Regions from separate parts of the Rattus norvegicus genome. Here region 2 is linked to region 1. A link is a contact called in public Hi-C data. All regions are on one chromosome and are shown on one strand. Each heading gives the region's core, a stretch centred on a gene start, on an enhancer-like site or on the middle of the called end of the contact. The rest is flanking DNA. Distances are from core to core; before and after follow the strand shown. Region 1 has its middle 48 kb from the start of Neurl1b. Region 2 has its middle 30 kb from the start of Sh3pxd2b.

Evidence for each region. Hi-C and Micro-C count contacts between places; a contact is called where the count stands out from the background.
Region 2: a contact with region 1 is called in a Hi-C map of frontal cortex, with 2.8 times the contacts expected there. The contact joins two enhancer-like sites. A contact is called at or near these places in 11 of 12 Hi-C or Micro-C datasets (the A7r5 cell line, the Rat2 cell line, Schwann cells and 7 more).

Annotation. Positions count from the first base shown.
Region 1 is chr10:17,335,461-17,338,495 of GRCr8, forward strand. No RefSeq gene overlaps it. Among named protein-coding and RNA genes, the nearest start is that of Neurl1b, 48 kb to the left of the region's middle. Within about 2 kb of position 1,486, at least 12 of the 93 cell types and tissues checked have an H3K27ac peak or open chromatin away from gene starts, as enhancers often do.
Region 2 is chr10:17,391,437-17,394,471 of GRCr8, forward strand. No RefSeq gene overlaps it. Among named protein-coding and RNA genes, the nearest start is that of Sh3pxd2b, 30 kb to the right of the region's middle. Within about 2 kb of position 1,490, at least 12 of the 93 cell types and tissues checked have an H3K27ac peak or open chromatin away from gene starts, as enhancers often do.

The DNA of each region.
Region 1 (3,035 bases), core at 236-2,735:
ACACAGCATCACTGCGGCAATGGATGACTGATACAAAAGCTTGGAGCTTCTACTCCTTGGTACTTGACTTGAGAAGCACAGGTCAGACAAGAGACCAAGTCAAGCATCTTCACTGGACCACTCTACTGGCGAAACACAGCACGGCCACCCTCAATACCCAGCATCAGGGAAGCGGACTCGCTAGAGATGGCTGATCCTCACGGTGAGATATGTGACACAACAGGGCCGAGGTTAACCCACCCAGAGTTACACAGAAAGGCCTTGGGAGTCTGGTGCCTGGAAAGGCATCCTGGAGAATGACCGAGAGTCACAGCAGTGTGTGAGACACGTTTTCCACAGGGACCTGTCTGAAATGTTCTGAAGAAAGACCTGTGAGGGGCCTGCTGGGTCTAGGTGGGCTTCCAGAATCTCCCACAAGATGTTTCTGTGTTCCTTTTAAGTGAGTGTCCTATGCAGTTTACTCATGTCATCCAGGACATGAGATGTCCGCAGGGGTGTCTACAATCTCTTCCGGGAAAGGCTGAATACCTCATTCAGGACTCGTGAGTCTTGAGTTCAAAATCATGTAAAAGGCACCAACTTATTAAAAGGTGTTCAACAATTTTAATTACCAGAGAAGCATGCACAGAACCCACAGTGAGATACTGTTGTGCATAGCTCAGGGCCCCTGAGGATGTCCTAACTTCCACCACACTCAATGCTACTGAGGAGAAAGAAACCTGCATGCCCTGGTTTATACGACTAAGCACGTGCTTATGAACCCCAGTGACTCTGCTCCCTGCTATCTACCAGAGAGAAGGGGGAATTCATGTTTACCTAAATAACCTAGAACGTTATTGATAAATGAACGGATTAATCACACCCATGCAAGCGGAATACAACTCAACGATGAGAAGGAACAGACTTCAGATCCGTAAACAACTCAGACGTCTCCCAGAGGTCCCGTGACAATCCTCTGGCACAATCGCTGGTCCCAGCTACCCAGCCCATTCAGTAAAGTTCCAAGCAGGGAGGCGGTGTGTGGGAAGGGCGGGCAGGTGGGAGCCAGCGGATCCAGGCAGGAGCAAACTTTACTGGAAATGTTTTGCATCTTGATTGTGGTGTGGTTTTATGGGTTATGGGTTTATGGGTGGTTTTATCCAAACTGTGAATTTTATTGTATGCAGATTCTATCTCAGTCAAACCAACAACAGGCAGAAGACTCAGCTCCTTTCATCCAGGCCTCTGGGTCCCGCTCTGCCGCCTCTGTCTCTTTATCAGATGTGAACCGACCCAGCTTCTCCCTTCTCAGGCTTCCTGCCAGGCTCCCAAGACGGTGAATAATTAGGGCTCAGGAGTCTTGGATACGGAGCCAAAATCAACAGCTGGATCAGACCAGATGCCAAGCCGACTCCAGCTAGGCGCTGTGCTCAGCCTCCTGCCCCCACCGCCCCAGAGCCTGAAAGAGAAACAGTCCAGCCAGGGCTATCAATTCAGGGCTATGTCCCCATATCTCCAGTGTCAGCAACAGAAAGTCCCTGGAGTCTCGGTCACATGAGCAACAGGGTGCCCTGTCCACATCGAAGGACATTGCAGACCTGGAGGAAGTAGTAGGACTCTGGAGCAGGGTCTCCCTTGTCTGTCTCCTTGCCTCTCCCTGCCCACTAGCAGATTCTCCAAGCGTTCCTCTGCTCTCTTTCCTTGGGGAGAGCAAGTAGCTGGGAGCCCCAGTCTAAGCTGGTGATGGGTAGTGTTCTGTTGTCATGCAACCATCCGTCCTAGGGGCCCCGAGGAAGCAGAAACATCGTGGGCCCTGCCAACCACAGAGGGGAAGGGAGCACACACTGTCTCCTGAGCTGTAGGATCTGGAAATGAGCCTGTAGCATGTACAGTTGTGATTTTAAAAGAAGAAGGCTTTCTGTTAAGGAGTGAAGGTTTCTGGTGTTCTCAGCCTACAGAGGCTGCTCGCCTGTGGTCTACTCGGCCGCTCACCGGCAAGTCAGTGTAGCTTCTGAACGCTGGCTCTCTTGGAGGCCTTGTGAGACACACTCGATGGTTTCCATGGCTAGGAGGTAGCAGCCCTGTCGTCAGTGCAGATAGCTGGGGCTGTGTGTCTTTGAGCTCAGCATCTCCGGTCTCTGAAAATGCACGCTCTAATGGGACCCTGGATGACGAAGTTGTGTGGGAACATCTTCATGCTTTCGACTCCTCCGAGGCTTAGTCAAGGGCCTTCTTCTCTGGATGGCCATCAACCTAATCCCAGGCCACAGGATCATACCTCCCAAGCTGGGTTGTATTTGGATAGGTGTCACTCTGAGCTGACATTCACTGTCTCTCTGAAGCATCAGATAAAGCCTCCCAACACTCCTGAAGGCATCGGTCTTGGGCAAAGTCACCAGCCAGCCCTTCTGGCTTCTGTGTTCCTGTCACACAGGAGGTGTCCTACCGGGAGGAAGGAGCACCCTCAGAACAGGGTTCACAAGGCTTGGAAGTCTGGTGACTTAGCCCATGGTTTCTGTGTGTCATTTTACCTCTGATTTGGCAGAGCCTCATGGATGCTGGGAATGCAGAGCAAGTCCAACCCTAAACACCCACCCTGACCCTCATGCCCCTGTCTCAGGCCATGCTGACAGGTGGAGAGAAGGACTAGCTTGTGGGTAAAGGTTCTCCTCAGGTAGCCCTTGGGCCTGCAGGTAGAGGCAGCCAGTTGATTTAAGTTGACTTCCTTTGGCCCAGCCAAGCACCTAGTGCAAGCTCTTACTGTGTTCTCTGCCAGAGGAGGGCAAGGGAAAGAAAGGGGGATGAGTCTAGCCCAAGCCTTTGAATGTAGGACAGGTTGTCTGCTCTGTGTGCTCCTTGGAAAGCAGTCACATGCCCCTGGGGAACAGACCACATAGATCACACTGCAGACCCCAAGCAGAGCTGGTCTAGAGGTGAGGTCCTTCGAAGGGTAGAAGCTTCCCTGTACTGACGGGGAGGGTGGCCAGCTTTGAACTGTCCCTTAAGAGCACAAACATCATCTACCCCTCTAGAGGGGCAGGAACAGAGGTTCCAGC
Region 2 (3,035 bases), core at 240-2,739, 56 kb after region 1:
GTTTGTGCTTACATATGTAGAAGCCAGAGGACAGCCTTGGATGTCATTCCTCAGACACCACCTTTTTTGTTAACATAGTCTCACTGAGCAGGCTGTCTGTCTGTCTGTCTGAGCTCCAGGGATCTTCCAGTCTGATTGCCCAGCTTTGACAGTATCAGCCACCACGCCTGACTTTTGGACACGGGTTCTAGGTGTTCAAACTCGGGTTCCTCAGCCATAGTTTTTGTTTTTTTAAATACCTGCTGTATGTATACATGTGTCTACAATTCGCTTTTCTTTTTCCAACATAATCCCCTGTCACTTACAGAGGAAAGCCTTCTGAAGTAATGATTTACAATCCTAACAAGCCTGTATAAAAGACGCGCAATCCAGATATTTTATTGATGATCCTATGCCTGGATTGGGCAGGGCTAGGGCTGTCCTCACTCAATCCCCAGCTACAACACCCCCATTACTCGACGTTTCTCCTGCCCACACGGTTCTGGTCTATGGTGGCTTCCTCCTCCTCAGTCTTCCTCTCCTCCTTTCTCTCTCTCTACCTGCAACTCCCTTCTCAAACCTCCAGTCCTACCCTCGTCCCTCCCCTGCCCAATCACAGGCTCCAGCCTTTTATTGACCGGTTAAGCTGTGGAGATGGAGTCATAACTTGGGTACCTGAGGATCTGCTCCACACACTCCCTGCTTGTAAACATCCCTGCCTCAGTTTCCCCACCAGTGGCATGGAGGCATCCCCTAAAGGACATGGGCAGGCGCTGGTGTACCCTGAACTGTCTGTCCATCAGCCTAGGCGGGCCTCCTCTGCTCCACCTCCAAAGCCCCCCCCCCCTGATCCTTTGTGACTCACCCCCTCCCCGCCTCCCTGTGGTCTGCTCTGCTGCTTCTAGGGCTGCGAAAAAGAGCTCGGTGGCTGTCTTAAAATAGCAGCCCGTCTCTCTCCTGTGTGCCTCTGAAAGCAGCTGCGTTTGGTTTTGTCTGGAACTGTCTGGAAACTGAGACAATGGACTCAGGACACTGTCACCAATCCTCAGACATAGCAATCTGTCAATCAACTCTCACACCAGGAGCTCATGCAGGGAATAGATGATCTGCACCAAACGTTCCCTTCACAGGCATGGGTTAGAAGCCTAAACTGGGGACAGCAAGCCCTCCCCTCCCCACACTGCCCTGTGGGAAAGGACGCTAGCTCTGCTTCCCATAGGTAACAACACCAGGCAATCTCAAGCAAGCACCTCCCATCCATGAGACCATTTAACATCACAAAGCACCTTTCTGTCCTGAGACTGGGGGATGGATGAACTGTAGAACTGATTCGGCCCGCAGTGCTGGAGGGTAGGAGGGCTAAGGCATCTGCTGAGAGCCTCGAACCACACTGCAGGGTGGAGGATCTAGAGTATAAGAAAATAGTAAGCTCAGCTCTTATTGTAAAGACAGTGGTGCCACCTTGGGGCCCTCTCTCAGCTGTTTATGACTACCAGGCAGGCGGTCTCCAGCGCGCCCTCTGCAGGTCACTGCAGGTATGTGCAAGGCTACTCCAGTATCGTCAGCACCTCCAACATCACCATGCCTTTGCACAACCAAATGTTTGTTAAATGTCTATTTGTAGGGCCGCACTCAGATCCGTGTAATTGCCGGGGGTCAGTTCAGACACAGTGGCACTCTGGCGGGACTGTAGAAGGCATCTCACTGCCCTCGGGTAGCTTCTTGCATGCCAGGAGAGATTCCTATGCCACGTGAGGGAGGACAAAGATGTGGCAAGAGCTGACCTGGAGCCACGAGCGGTCCTGGATCTGATGGGAGAGCCGCGTTGAATGATGGGAGAACAATTCCGTTCTGGAATCCTGGACTACATAAACAGAAAGGCGGCTGAGCACAAGCTCTCTCTGCTTCCAGAATGTCTATACAATATGACCACCTCCTCTTCTGCCACCGTACCTTCCCACCATGATGGACTGTACTCCATAGAGCTATGAGCCATAGTAAACTGTTCCTTAAGTTGCTTGTACCCGGTTGTTACAGCAACAGTGACTAGTATTGAAAATTGGTACCTGGGGCAGGATGGGAAAGTGGACATCAGGAGGTGCTGGTGCTGCTGTGAGAAACCCAACCGTGTGGTTCTTAGATCTTTTGAATTGGTTTGTGGGAGACATATGGAAAAGCCTAGAATGTTATCCTAGAAAGTCCCTGGGACACCGTAAGCACAGACTAATGGAGACATTTTGATAGGAGCCTGAAAGACAAGGATGCAGAGAAACGTGAACAGTAGAGAGCCAGCAAGGCTTTGGGGGAAAGGCTCTCTCAGGAAGTGAGTTGAGGGACATTGTGTGGTATTCTGACTGCATTCTGCCTACGTCCTGAGAACATGAGTGGGGTTTTATTTAAGGAGAACAGGCTGCTGTGTCTGGCAGAGGAAATCTCCAGACAGGAGACCATTCAGGAGATCATTCAGGCTGTGGCAAGGTCATTGCTTACAGCTCTCACTGAGGCCCCCAGTGAGAGAGAAAAAGGTGTACCCGAAAGAGAAGATGATGTTTGGTTAAAAGGATGTGCAGGTAAGATTAAGTTTCAGGGAAGGGCCTAGCAAGCGCAAGGCCCTGGGTTCGATCCTCAGCTCCGAAAAAAAAAAAAAAAAGTTTCAGGGAAGGAGGATTGGGTGTGACTGTTAAGGAGATGAGTAAGTAGCATTAAAGAGAAGCAGACCCTGGTGACAAGAAAGGTGCCCTAAGGGTATGACACACCCCTAAAGGACTCCGTACTGTGAAAATGCATATTCATTTAAGAGGAACTAAGGACATCATATAGGGTTGGTTGAGTGATCCCAGGAAGTGTTTCCCAGGGCCAGCACTCAAAAGCCAGTGCAACTGTGGTCTCCACCCACCCAGGGAAGGCACAAGAACTTGGTGGCAACAACCACAGTTTTTGTGTGGATTTGGTTTTGCAGATGTGAGGGATGCAGGATTGCAAGGGCCATAGAGCCGTGTCCCACAGCTCCAGAGAGCCACTGAATCCAGTCCGTGTGTTACGGCACCTGCAAGGAG